2 separate regions of the Athene noctua genome follow, and region 1 is linked to region 2. The links are chromatin contacts, called in public Hi-C maps. All regions are on one chromosome and are shown on one strand. The core of a region is the stretch at or near the end of the contact, and the rest is flanking DNA. Distances in the headings are between cores, read along the strand shown. Region 1 holds the start of PLCD1 (phospholipase C delta 1). Region 2 holds the start of GARS1 (glycyl-tRNA synthetase 1).

Region 1 (7,076 bases), core at 3,193-5,692, 350 kb after region 2:
TAGTTGCCTAACTCCTAAGTCATGTTTCTGGGGACATGCTGGTGAAATTGTTCTCTTCATAAAGACAAAGTCAATTGTAGGTGGGTCCCAGCTTCATTTTTTAAGGCCATTTAACAGCTTTTCTTGACATTTTCTTCAGGAGCTGAAATTTCTTCCACAGACAAACTGCAGGTCACTCTCACCATTCTGTTGCAGGGTAAAATTTGTACAGTAAATAAATTGCTCAATTGAATTATGCAAAACTAAGGAAAAAAATCCTTTTTTCCCCCCCCTAAGTGATTTATCTGGAAATTCAGCACTCTTGAAGTTTAGCCAAAAACAGCCAATGAGACTTGTTGTGAGCCAGCAGTGTGCCCAGGGGGCCAAGAAGGCCAATGGCATCCTGGCTTGTGTCAGCAATAGCGTGGCCAGCAGGGACAGGGAAGGGATCTTACCCTTGTACTCGGCACTGGTGAGGCCGCCCCTCGATTCCTGTGTTCAGTTTTGGGCCCCTCACTACAAAAAGGACATTGAATGACTCGAGCGTGTCCAGAGAAGGGCAACGAAGCTGGTGCAGGGTCTGGAGCACAGGTCGTACGGGGAGCGGCTGAGGGAACTGGGGGTGTTTAGTCTGGAGAAGAGGAGGCTGAGGGGAGACCTCATCGCGCTCTACAGCTACCTGAAAGGAGGTTTCAGAGGGCTGGGGATGAGTCTCTTTAACCAAGTAATAAGTGATAGGACAAGAAGGAATGGCCTCAAGTTTAACCAGGAAAGGTTTAGACTAGATATTAGGAAGCATTTCTTTCCAGAACAGGTTGTTAGGTGTTGGAATGGGCTGCCCAGGGAGGTGGTGGAGTCCCCATCCCTGGAGGTGTTTAAGAGTAGAGTTGACACAGCGCTGAGGGATGTGGTGTAGTTGAGAATGGTCAGTGTTAGGTTAATGGTTGGACTGGATGATCTTCAAGGTCTCTTTCAACCTAGATGATTCTATGATTCTTTGATTCTGTACCTCAGTAAGGGGCTTTAAAAGGTACCCATGAGATAGGCAGCCTGAAGTGTGAGAATTTCCCCACACACATTGTCTAAACTGGCTCATTTAAGGTGTGTAAGTATCTCAGTTTATAAGAAACTGTGTCAAAATTTTCTCTACCTGCATAAAGTAAAAGAGAAACCTCTGTGTTTGAGCAAGGTCTGCAGCCTTCCATTCTGGTGGGCTTGACTGAGTAGGGACTGAGACTCTACACCCACAGTAGGGACCTGGGAGACTCATGGGCTGGGCATTAGTCTCACAGTTATTTAGGTATCTACAGTGCACTGCAGGGGCCAGGAGAAGACAGGGTACAATTCACCCATCTAGATCCCTATAAGCCTAAAATTTCTTGCAGATAGCTACATTTAGCTAGCTGAATCCCATCTGGATGATCAAATCACCAAGTATTTGCACCTTTCCTTCATAAATATCTGTTTATATATTTAGATTTCCCTGCAAATGAAACTATACCTTGCTCCCAAATTGTCAACACCTTTGGCTCCCAGAGCTGCCTATCCAGTCAGCTGAGTTTCTGCATCTTGCACAAACCATCTCTTCCCCACACACCTCTCCCTCTTGCTTTTCCTTGTAGTTGGCTGTGTCCTTCCATCTCTGCTACCTGCAGCAGTTTTCCAAGTGACTGCATTTCCTTCTTCCTCATCTTTAATTTCCTCATTAAAAACTATTTTCCCCCAAGCATCTTCTTGCCCCAACTCATCTGGTTTTGGGCCTGATGTTGGGGCTAGGCATGCTGACAACAATCTCAAAATCATCTCTAGGCTTTAGTTTTGCTAAAAGACATTGCTCAGATTGGAAATTTAGCAGCTTTTTTGTCAAAATAAAAAAAGACCCCAAATTAATTTTACTTGTTCTGTCTGAAAAAGGGACAAGCTGCATATTTAACGTACTAAGAAGTGTCAGTATTGCCAATTCTCCTGCACTACTAGAAACACTGTGGCTCAGAAAACCTGTGTAACACATCAGGCACAACCTGCATCAAATGGGGTGTGCTAGAAGCATTTTGTTTGTAGAAAAAGAGATCAAAGTTACTGGCTACTTCAGAGCAGATCCCATCTCATCCCAAGTAGCATTGTCTCCACCCACAGAGGCTGAAGCCCAGAAGAAGCCTCCTCAGTGCTCCCAGCTAAGATGGGCAGGTAGAGATTATTCATTTGGAAATTTAAATCTCAAAATTAATTATCAGGACTAGCCGACAGAAGAAACAAGGAAATGGCCTGTTTTGTAGAATTTTACTAACCCTTCCCTGGTGATTCTCACCCTGGGCTGGAGCAGAGGCCATTCCCATAATGGGGCTGTGGCATTCCCCACACAATGTACCCAGTGTCTTGGATTAAAAAGTCGGTGTATAAGAATAAGGCATAGTATAAATTAGCTGTTCTATAATCTGTGCGAACACAAGGGCTCCCAGTTCAGAAACAAACTAACTTCATGAGGCAAGAGAAAGATTATTAACAGCCCACAGAGTCTAGCAGATTCATTGCGTACTAAATGTGGATGACCTTTTATAAAATAAGACACAAGAAGCCCATTCAGCTGAATTAAACACATTCAAAATAAAAGGCACAGACCACTAAATCACAGCAGCTACTCTGGCTCTGTGGACAAGGGAACATGCACAGTTTTCTTCCCAGGACTCGGATCTCCATCCAATGCAGAGTAAACAAAACTATACAAACTTTTCAGAAACTCTCATCTACATTAATACCCACTTCTGCTACCCAAAGATATCTCAGGTGTCTCCTATTGACTGTCAGATATTTTACTGAGAGTGAACCATGTGCCCGTGGTTAATTCTGACATGGTAAATACAGCTGTTGTATCTATGTTAGAAAAAAAAAAAAAAAGAAAGAAACTGAAAGTAACTGAGTTTCAACATACAGCTGTAGACAAAACATATCTATAAACCATAGTATCTGAGAAATTTCTGACAAACTACATAGCACAAGTCTGATCCTGCTAACAAACCAACATGTGAGCAACTTTTCTTGTCTAAGTAGTCTGGCATTTGGAGTGACTTTGGCACTTGTGTGTGTTATGTGTCAAAGAATTTCAGTAAATACTTTTTTAAAAGCTCAGCTTATTCAACACTTGTGTATTTTTCTGCTTGAGACAAGAAAATAGATTAAGAAACAGCCACTGAATTCTCCTTGGTTCCTAACCACCGAAGACTAAATAATATTCACCGAAAAATGACCCACAGGCAACAATAGGAAATATTTTAATAGTTCCAGATGTATTTCTTAGCATTCTTTCCCCAGTGGTTGTATAATGAATGAGATACCTACAGAAAGTATAACATTAACCTCTGTTTCACCTTCCTGCCAGATTTCGAGCATCTGGGAAAATAAGAGGGAAGATTTCTTGAGCCTGGGGGAATCTTTTCACATTTCTTCTGATAATGCTAAACTGATTATGTTTATGGTCCATCACTTATTGCTCTATAAGTTTATTTTTGTTTATAGCTCATTGATAGTAAGAAAGCACCTATCTCATGAACTAAAAACAATCACTGTAGACTTTTCCCATTTCTGTGGGATCACAATATCTTCTTTTCAATCTGTAGCTATCACAGCCTTGAGTTGTTTCTGCTCATCAGAGTAAGTAAAATACAGTGAGGAGGTAATAAAGCAATATATTAAAGTCAGACAAGGGAATAAGGGATATTTCATTACCCCGTCTGTCAGACAAGTCTCTCAATCTTGGTACCAGTTGAATCTTACTTAACTCTCACTTGCTGGAAGGGCAGAGAGGATTTCTTCTTTTTTAGAAATATTTTAATTTTTTTTGTATTTAACATTTAAAGAGTCTTAGGGGCAGATCTTGAGCCTAGGTAATTTATCCTGGCTCTGCTGTCTTCACCAGAGCCCAGAGAGTTTCCTCAGTTGAGCATCCGTCCCACCTTGAGTTTCACCATAAAGGGGAGGAGATTTGGATCAACTTTTCTGGACTTGCAGATGCTTGTCCAGCCAAGAAACCCTTTCTACCAACAGAAAAATCGGTCATCTCTCTGTAACACTGACTAAACGCCGCACTACTTCCAAATGAGAGAATGGGGAGGCAGAGGACAGAGAGAAGAGAGTAGAAAAATAAAGCTCTTGGACAAGATAAGAGAGCTGAAAAGCAAGGACATTTCTACAGACTTACTGTTGCAAGCGAGGAAAGTGCCATTCGATTCCATTGCTGCAAAACAAGCCGATGTGCAGCAGCAGAAAAGGCTCCAGGAAAACAGCTGTGCCCAGATGTTAGGGCTGGCCCGGGGTGGAAGCCAGACCGGCCAGGCTCCCCCTGCTCTCTGCTCCAGTAATCCCCAACGTCAGCTCCCTTCGGAGAGGCCTCCTCCTTCGCCTTGGCTGGAAATGCGTCTTCGCTATGACTCCTCATTTATCTCTCTCCCGCATCCGCAGGCCACCGCCTGCCCAGCGCATCGACTGAGGCCAAGCGCCCGAGCCCCAGCGCCGCGCTGGCCCTGGCTCCTCCCTGCTGAAATCTGGCGTCTTCACTGCTGGCCCAGCCTCCTGCATTTTGCTACCGCCGCAGCTTGACAACGATGCTTCTTTTCCTGCTGCTGGCACGTTTTCACGCTCCGTTCCTTTCTGGCAAGGCTTCCAGAAGACACGGAGTGCTGCAGATCTCTCCTTCACGGTCCCCAAATCAAGGAAAAGGCCTTGAACAGATGCCAGTGGTCAGAGTCTAGGTCTAAAGAGCTTTTAGACACTGGTGGGGGCAGATTTCTTTTTTCAAGGGGAAAAAAAAAAAAAAAAAGAAAAAGAAAAGAAAAACAGGTCAGAGTTTGCCAATGTAGAAATAGAAGCTGTAACCACAAACACTCACAGAGGCATGAGCTCAAAGCAGAAGTTACAAGCTTTGCATTTGAGACAGCAAGACAGAAAGCAGAAAAACCTGCATGATCCACGGGCTTTTACTGGGTGGAACCGATTTCTTCCACTCTGTCCCCTACTCTTGAATTAGATATTTTTAAGGGTGGAAAGATGATGCTGGCAAACAGGGAGGGGGAATGAAAGGGAATCTAGTGTGGGAAAATAAAGTTTCCCTCTACTTGAATATTTGGGGGAGGTTTTCAGTTATTGTTTTTCTGTTGTTTATTTCCATTTCTGGTTATCTTGATGCAAACAATTGATGGAGTTTTTGGCAGATTCAAAGGCCTCGCTCCTCAGCAGCTGTAAACCTGGCAGCTCCACTGACAGAAAAGTCTCTCTCTGATGGTGACAGATATGGGACACACATGGTAAAAAATACTTTGGGACTAGGACTGTTTGTCCCTCCCTGCCAGAACTGGGCAGCTCCTTTGACAGCCCAGATGTTGCTCTCAGATAGCTTTACAGTCCACAGATATAAGGCTGCTGCCACCACCTAAGAAAACTACCCTAATATAGCAAAATTCCCCATGCTAGTATAAAAATCACAAAACCAAACAAGTGGAGAAAAAAAAAGCAGAGATTCAGCTCATGACTCCTCAAAAGCCCACTCTCTACCTCATGGACACCAGTATGGCATGGGGGGGCTCATCTCCCACTAGACACTTTCCAAAGGACCCACAAAGGAGCAGCCCTTTTGCAAACTCACAGACAAGGAGACATTGACTTGGGCAGGGGCAAACTGTTTGGCAGCAAGGTCAGGTGCTGGCAGACAGGAGAGCAGCTGGAGGCACCCAAGAGATTCCTCGTACAGCCTTAAAAGCCTCAAGGCAATGGGACCGTAAGGCAGGGGGATTTCTGGAGGACACCATGAAAACCCCTCACCCTTTCAGCTGATGGGGAAGAGCACTGGAGGGAGTGTACAAGAGGCTGGTGGATGAGTCAGCCAGACTGGAAACTCCAGCCATTTAGGCTGCTTTGAGCGCTGTGGGTCCTTTCTGTCACCCTAAACTGAGTCATCACCATTCCTAAATCCTTGATGGGCTTGACACTGTATGAGTGCTCAGAGCAAGCTGGCGCTCAACCAGCCTTGCATTTCTTGCGTTCATCGGAAAGTACAGCAGTCACCATCAGAGCTGGTGATATCCTGCAGCAAACACCCCGAAACAGAGATCACACAGCACAGGTCTCATCAGTGCCTTGTTTCAGAAGGCAACAGTCCTTTTAGCTGTATTTCTACATGCACACCACATGCATTTGAATTCCCTTTCCTTTGCATTGCCGAAACCAATATATGTCCAGAATAACAATGAAACCAATGTGACATGAAGAGCTACTGGGCTCCTGTGAGCTGAAGAAATCCTACTAATAGTCTAATAATAATATAGCAGTTTGAGAATGTCATATGAATCAAGTTTCTGATCCCTATTTTGGATCACTGTACTTAATGTATTCCTTTATGGTTCAGATTTTGTCAGATCCCGAAGGTGCAAGGTGCAAAAGGGGATTACTCTCTGCCTGGTTAAACCAGCATCACAGCTGAGTGGTAAGTTTAAAACTGGTGACAGAACTGTAAAAAGTCAGCATTCATCTGGAAGCCTTGAGAGAGCAATTCATTTTAAAACAAAATCTGTAGTTAAGATATGCTGCAGCTGACTGTTGTATCTTTGCTTATTTTTTGAAAGCTGACTGCTTCTTCGCTGTTCTGAATACAGGTCCTAAACTCTATCCACTAACTTGCTCACAACCACTTTTGTGGGTCTTGATCTTTGAGACCAAACCAGGATTTGAAGGGGAGAGTTCAGTATGATTAAAATTAAACAGCACTCCTTTGTGCACGCTGTCTCTACTCACAGCAGCCACAATGTTGCTAAGGGTCAAAGTTAAATACATACAATTTATTCTGAGCAGATTGGTTCTCGCATTCATAAAATGTCATTTTGATACCTTTTTTAGGCACTGCAGGTTTGTCTTCTCTGCTTTAAAAAATAACTTTTACAGTGAGATAACAACAGGACTGTAAAATCTTTTATTTTATTGCAAGGTAACTGAGCGAGGTGATTGCATACTCTCTGCCCATGCTGATTTAGCTCTATTTATTCCTTGATAAAATTGCCTCCTCCAGGATTTTACAGCAGGAGAGTTAACATGAACTGACTGTTTTGCAGGAG
Region 2 (6,621 bases), core at 3,689-6,188:
TGTGCTGAATAGTAAGCAAAAATGACATCTTTTTACTTGGGTCAAACGTATGCAAACAGGCAGTCGTAACGCCAGATCTAACAGCACTAACTCACGTGACTCTGCCTGACAAGTAGTGTAGACTGATTTCAATTCAGGTATACTAAAATTCTCACAATCAGTTAGTTGCAAGCAGTGGTGCATTTCTTTACTTATTATTCTGTTTTTAAGAGTACCACTGAAGCACAAGTAAAATCTTTTTTATATGAAACACAAATTAGAAGGAACCTCGCAGTTTCCTGGGTGAATCTGCACACCTGTTCTTATGCTTCTGAAGTTTCTTTTTGTTGTTTCAGTCTGAGAAGGGGAGGGAAGCTTGCAGGGTAAGGAAGTGTATTTTTACTTGTTTATTGATCTAGCGAAAAAACAGACTTGATGTTCCATCGTTTCATTTGCAGAAAGACTTTTCAGAGCACAAATGAATTTAAAAGAGAGGACACAATTTCAATACATCCCCCTCTTTAAGGCTGAGGAAAACCATAGGCTATCTGAAACTTTTTAAGCTGTAGCAAAGCTTAAACTGTTTAAGCTGTAGTAAAGAAAATGGTTTCTAAAGAAGCACGTTCTATGCCAGTCTGGGCATTTAAATACTGAAAGTGAAACTTACTACAGAGTACAGCATATCCTCTCACTGTGCACAAAAAAGTACAGTAAACGAAGATTAGTGACACATACACTGAATTTTGGCTGATTATGAACAACCTGAACTCATATTTATTTGTTCGCACACTGTGATTTGATGCTAACAGATATTAGCATAATAGAGAAAGAATGAAATTGCCACTAGTCGGAAACTTGCAAATTTTTTCAGAAGTGATTCAGTCTACCCTGCTATGACTGTTTAGCCCAAATCAACACTGTAAAAAAGGCATTAAGTAGAGATTTCAAGGCTTTTCAGACAAAACTGTGGAACTCAAAATTTAATTTCCAGACTCACCTTCGCTTCTAGGACCCTCTTCCGAGCTTTGAGCTCTGCTACAGCTTTGTCTATATCCACCTGGGGAGCTTTCTCTTCCTTCAGCTTCCTTACCAGTTCTCCCTAGGAGACAAAACACAAGATATACAGATTCTTTCTCTGAATGCCACAGACAAGAACTCTCCTTTCAGCGCCCCTGGCAATCCAAAAGGAGTGTTTTGTCCTGCCTCCCCACTCTCCATGCAGGTCTCAAGAGGATGCTTCAATTGGTAAAAACGAGAAACACGCATTCAAGAGTCAGCAGAACTAGACATCATTATAGAAATTCAACCCCCCCTGCTATTATTAAATCCCAGATCTGTTATTAAATCTCAGTGTGCAAATATGCTCCCATATGCACCACTTCACAGCGTATTTCCACAAATCCTAGATTTCAGTCTTTGAGGATGCACTAAGTGGATTCACAAATGGTTAATACAAGCTTTGTGTTCTCTTTCTCAGCAAGGTTTCTCTTCCTTCCATCTCTTCCCTTTTCTTCAAAATTTATGTCCATTTGGACTTCTCTTCCTCTATCGTATCTGTTCAAAACTGACAAGTACACAAATCTTTAGAAGAAGGTCTCACAAAAGACAGACATTTTTAACCTAATGTCAAAGCGAAGGAGGCATTACATTATCTGTAAAAACTGTTATTGTTTTTAAAACTTGTCCAGTAACTTTGGGAAAGAATAGAGTTTATAAAATACTTTAGAAACACACCAAAAAAAACCAAAAAGCCTAAATATTTCAGAGTAGCAAAACTCTGGAGTGGGCCTACACTGAGGTCTTGACCCAAGTCAAACCACCATCACCTTTTATGGTTCCACAAAGGTCTCTGCCCTGTGGGGACCATTCTCCCCTTTCATCCCAGGGAACTGCTCAACCCCTAAATACCCAACAGCATGCTTTTCTGAACATGATCTTCAGCTGTCACGTCCAACTTGCTCCTGGAGATAAGTTAAGTAAAAGTCTTCCTTTCAGCCCACTCTTCTCCAGCCAAAACCAAGGTCTATCTTGAATTACTGAGGAGGACAAAGGAACTGACCCAGGAGGAAAAAACATAAAGATGTCAATGTCTCCTCAAGTGGCACGTTCTAAGAATGGGAAGCTCTAAATTAATCATTTTTCTTGCATCTTGCACTTCTCCATTGAACAAAAAGAAAAAAAAACAATCCAAAGACATTACATTTCCACAATACCAGCTTTTTCATAAATTCTGAGTTTTTCTGACATTAATATTATAGGTAACTGAGAAACCAAAGAGAAGAGAATACACAGATTGCCATACAGTAATCAGATTAGAAAAGCTAAAAGTACTTCAGAGACTAAGGGGTTCAAAGGCTAATTTTATTAATAAAAGGAGGAAGACTGCATTAAAACAAACACACACAAAGAAAGAAAAATCAGATCCTGTCAGGCTTACTAACTACGTCAGCTACAAGAACAGAATAAACCTGCCGTTTCCTTCCTTTGTTATACCTTTCCCTTCTTTGTTATTCCAAAGCAGGGAAAGTTTCACTTTAGGGCTAAGGACCTCAACTGCCATTCCTGGGTAACGTGGCAGAGGGAGGGATCTGATCTGTTGTGGTTTGGTTTGGTTTTTTTTTTTAAAGTAGTAAGTCCAAATTGCCTTTGTTGAGCTAGGGGGTCGGCAGTGGAAAAACATCAAGGCAGCAGCAAAGCAGCTATACTGCTGACTCAACAGAGCTATCACCCTGCTTACTGCTGAGCATCTAAAGGCAGCACACAGCAACTCTTTGTCCTGATCTAGAAGTGAAAGAGTACTCAGACATACACAAGGGGAGAAAAAAAAAAAAAAAAAAAAAGACAAACACAACCGAAGAAAATAATTACGTTTGCTGACAGGACTCAATCTAATTAAAGCTACGATCTTGAGCCCAACCCAGAGGAGGAGTGCACAGCAGCACTCGATGTGGCAAATTTTGCTGCAGCTTTGTCCCACAGACCAGTAAAGCAGAGAGGGATCCACCCCTGGATCACGGCAGCTTATTGCATCAGGCACTGCTGCAGGAAGATATGCTGCTCACTTTCCTCTCCGTAGGTTTAGAGTCCCTTAGGTTTACTTAAGCCACCTCTCCACATGCTGATACACAGGGTCCTCTGCATTGTAAGGTATCAACTACCCTAATCTTCGTTACTACTCCTTATCCTCTTATGCAAACATGACAGTGAATTACTACTGTCAGCTGTTCGATACAATATCCATGGTCCCAGCTACACAAATTTACCCACAAACCTCTACTCGGCACCCCACACTCCTCTTTCAATCCCACGGGCAGACAGAAAGAAGGGGTGCATTGATACTTTAAAGGCAAATGACAGCACCCAAGATACAGGATTTTAAATAAATAATTGGCATGCTCTAGGGATCATCACCTTATTTATAAGAACCTCTCTTGCCAAGGTATTATGATGCACAATGATTCATAATAAAAACTCACTGAAGTACTGGTGTAATTAGAGGGCCATAAATCCACTCATTTAATGGGCAAACACATGCACAGATCTATGAATACATGGGACACACACGTAGCTATGTGTGCAGCTAAGCAGAAGGCTATGGATTCAACCACTTCAAGGAGGCATGTGGGGAACCCACAGGCATAGGTCTGGCTGCTAAAGCGGGGAGGAAGGGGAAGTCCCATGTGCAGCGAGGAAGCACCACTGCCATGAATGTACACAGCAAGGGTACCCGAGATCAAGATTCACTTAGGAAATAAAAAGACAACGAAATCCTTCTCGGGGAAGAAGGAAGCTAAGGATTAATAGCTTCATCCGAGGGAGATGGAAAGAGAATGCGATGCAGTCCAAGCTAATAGGAGACGACTACATACCTGGACAAGTAAGAACGATGAAATGGAAAACGTGCAAAGGAATTAATATCCCTAACTGCATCAAGCAAATATGCAACTCTTAAAAGAATATCGTTTACCTCCCAAACCCCACACAAACTCATCTCTAAAGGGAAGTCACCATGTGACTCCATGAGAAGAGGGAACTATCCAGGCTGTTTTATGAAGAAAACGTGAAGAGCCAGCTACGGGGCCCTAAAAGCACGACAAAGTCGGCCCCAGCTTGCACACAGAAAACACACCGAGCCCAGGAGAGGAAAGCCGGGTAGCCTGACGCACGGATCCTGTTCTGCAAGACCGCTCTAACACACACCACCGCTACCGGGAAGGGAAAGAAAGGGCTGTCTACGGGAAACCTCCACACCCGCGCACTCCCCGCCAGCCCGCTCCTCCAGGGCAGAGCGACACCCACCCGAGAGGAGACACCCGCAGGCCCCGCGCTTGGGGGCCGCGCCAAGGGCAGACCCACAGGGACCCCCCCACCGCGGACTCGGCGCTGAAGCCCGCCGGGCACCGCAGCGCCCGCAGCGCGGAAGCGGCGGGGGCGCACGCAGGGCCCTGGGGGGCAACACCGCGCGCTCCCCGCAGGGACGGCGAAGCCGCCCACAGCACACCCCACGCCACCGGCAGGGCTCGGGGGCAGGACAGGGGGCACCTCCCCGCAGACCCGAACAGAGGCACCGGCCGGCCGACGCGGGCCCGGAGCGGCGTGCGGCTCTGTCACGCACCCGACCCCCTCAGCGAGACCCACCCCCCGCTCCGGCGGGTCCTCCCCGGCGGTCCCTCCTCGGGCGCCGCCCGCCTCAGCGGGACTCCCCTCAGCGTGGGCGTGTGTCCCCCCCCGCCGCTCACCTGGTGCCGCACCGCCTGCCGGAGGGGCGCGAGCAGCGCCTCGGCTTGCGGACCGTCCATGGGGGTCGCTGCCGGGGCGGGCCGGGAGCGGAGCGCGGCGACGGGCGAGCGGACGAGGCGGCGCAGCAGGGCGGGCAGGGCGCTACGGAGCGGCAGCGGCATGGAGAGGCGCGGCGCTCCGCCCTGCCCTGCCCCCCCTCCCACCCCGCATGATGAAATCCCGCCCGGCGTAAAGCCGGCACGCGCCCCGCCGCCGCACTTTCCGCACGGGCAGCGGCCGCCGCCAGGCCGGGGCGCGCGCCCCGCCGCAGATTCGGCACGGCGGCGGCGGCGGGCCGGCAGGGGGCGCGCGGCAGCGCCGCGTCACATCCCGGCACCGCCCCCCCGTGCCTCTGGGCCGGGCTGCGCCTGCGCGGGACCGCCGCGCGCCTGCCGCGGGGCGGCGCTGCTGCCCCCGGGGTGAGCGCGGGGCGGGCGCCGTGCCCGCACCCCCCCCCCCCCCCCTTCCTCCGGTGACACCCCTCCGGGCGGCGCTCGTCACCCCCAGAAGCGTAGATGCCCCCGGGGGGTGGCGGCGCACCCCGAGCACCCCCGTGGCAGCCCCGGACACCCCCCACGGCTCGGCCCCTCCGCGGGGGCTCTGTCCCCCCAGCACCCACCCAGGGCACCGCAGCGCGGTGTCCCCTTGTCCCAGCGCCGCGTCCCCGCGCGTACCCCCCGCCGTGGGGCCGGGAAGTGCCGGAGGCCGAGGGTGGGGGGGTGGTGGCGGGGGGAAGGAAGTGTTATTTTTTCAATCAGCCGCAGCGTTTGAGCTCCAAAAGCTTTGTAGGTTTTGGGCCCGGCGGTGTTTTGTTTTTCACTGATCCCACGGTCTTTCGTGCGCTGCGTGGGGGCTGCGCCGGGCTGGGCCGCACCCCGCTGCCGGACCCCTCGGGCTGGGCTTAGGGCCGCAGGCTGAAGGCCAAATCCCGCTTTTCTCTGCAGACGCGAGCGTGGTGGGGCTTCCCCTGGGAGGAAGGACACCACCATGTCAGAAAGAAGGGCCCTTAACGAGCGCCGGTGCCACAGGAGAACTTCGAATCCCTGGGAATTAAAGCCCTCCGTGAAGGAGAACCCAAACACCGGCTACATAAAATTTAAGACCAGTTCTAAAAAATAGCGCTTCCCACACACGCTTTCCCCATTGCCCCCCTCCTCCTCCCCGTCTCCCCTTCACCCCCTCCCACTGCCTGGGACCGGGAGCATCAGCGCTGATGGGATTTTGGCATAATTGGGAGTATTCAGGCTGCTATTTTGTACCTGTCTGTTTATTTGAGAGACAGCCTCAACCTCGTAATGAATGCATCTGAATATTTATCCGCTTGTTCTGAATGGTATATTTGTATTTCAAATGCTTAATTGTTATTTTTATTTAGCTGCAAATTGCTGTTTTTATTTCGCTGGCGTACCTACTTGGAAACCCCTCTAGCATGAGGTTTACACTGAGCTTTTCTCTTTTCCTGATTAGTTTTTTTAATTAATCCAATGTTGATAAGAGCATAAGGACTCTGCAGCCCCCGTCTAACTTGTCATGGCTATCTAAGATGTGAAGATAGTGGAATCAGCCCCAGAAAAATATGGCTCGAGTGGAGTAAAGGGGAGAGGGCAAACCAGCTGGGACTGTGGGGGAAACATGGGCAGGACCCAGGGAAACGGGAAACCCCAGTGATGGGGAGCAGCTTGGTTCTCCTGTGCTGAACCTGGAGGAACAGGTAGCAGTGCTTCTCCAAAATGCACTTTTTCACCCCCTCCTAGAAGATTTCTTCCGATCCTCAGTGTCCAAGCATGCTTGGTCCCCAGGGCAGCACCCCTCTGCCCTCCATCAGGAGGATGAAGATGGGCCAGGCTGGTGCCTTGAGCGTTT

What was found. A called contact is a pair of places that touch in the nucleus more often than the background predicts.
Region 1: a contact with region 2 is called in a Hi-C map of heart, with 3 times the contacts expected there. The contact joins the promoter of PLCD1 here to the promoter of GARS1 in region 2. A contact is called at or near these places in 2 of 2 Hi-C or Micro-C datasets (heart and liver).

Annotation. Positions count from the first base shown.
Region 1 is chr2:108,225,582-108,232,657 of bAthNoc1.hap1.1, forward strand. It overlaps PLCD1 (phospholipase C delta 1), which reads right to left and starts at 4,443. Exons shown (of 15, transcript XM_074899849.1): 1 at 4,175-4,443. The coding sequence starts at 4,208.
Region 2 is chr2:107,872,191-107,878,811 of bAthNoc1.hap1.1, forward strand. GARS1 (glycyl-tRNA synthetase 1) reads right to left here and starts at 4,939. Exons shown (of 17, transcript XM_074899840.1): 1 at 4,719-4,939; 2 at 977-1,078. The coding sequence starts at 4,880.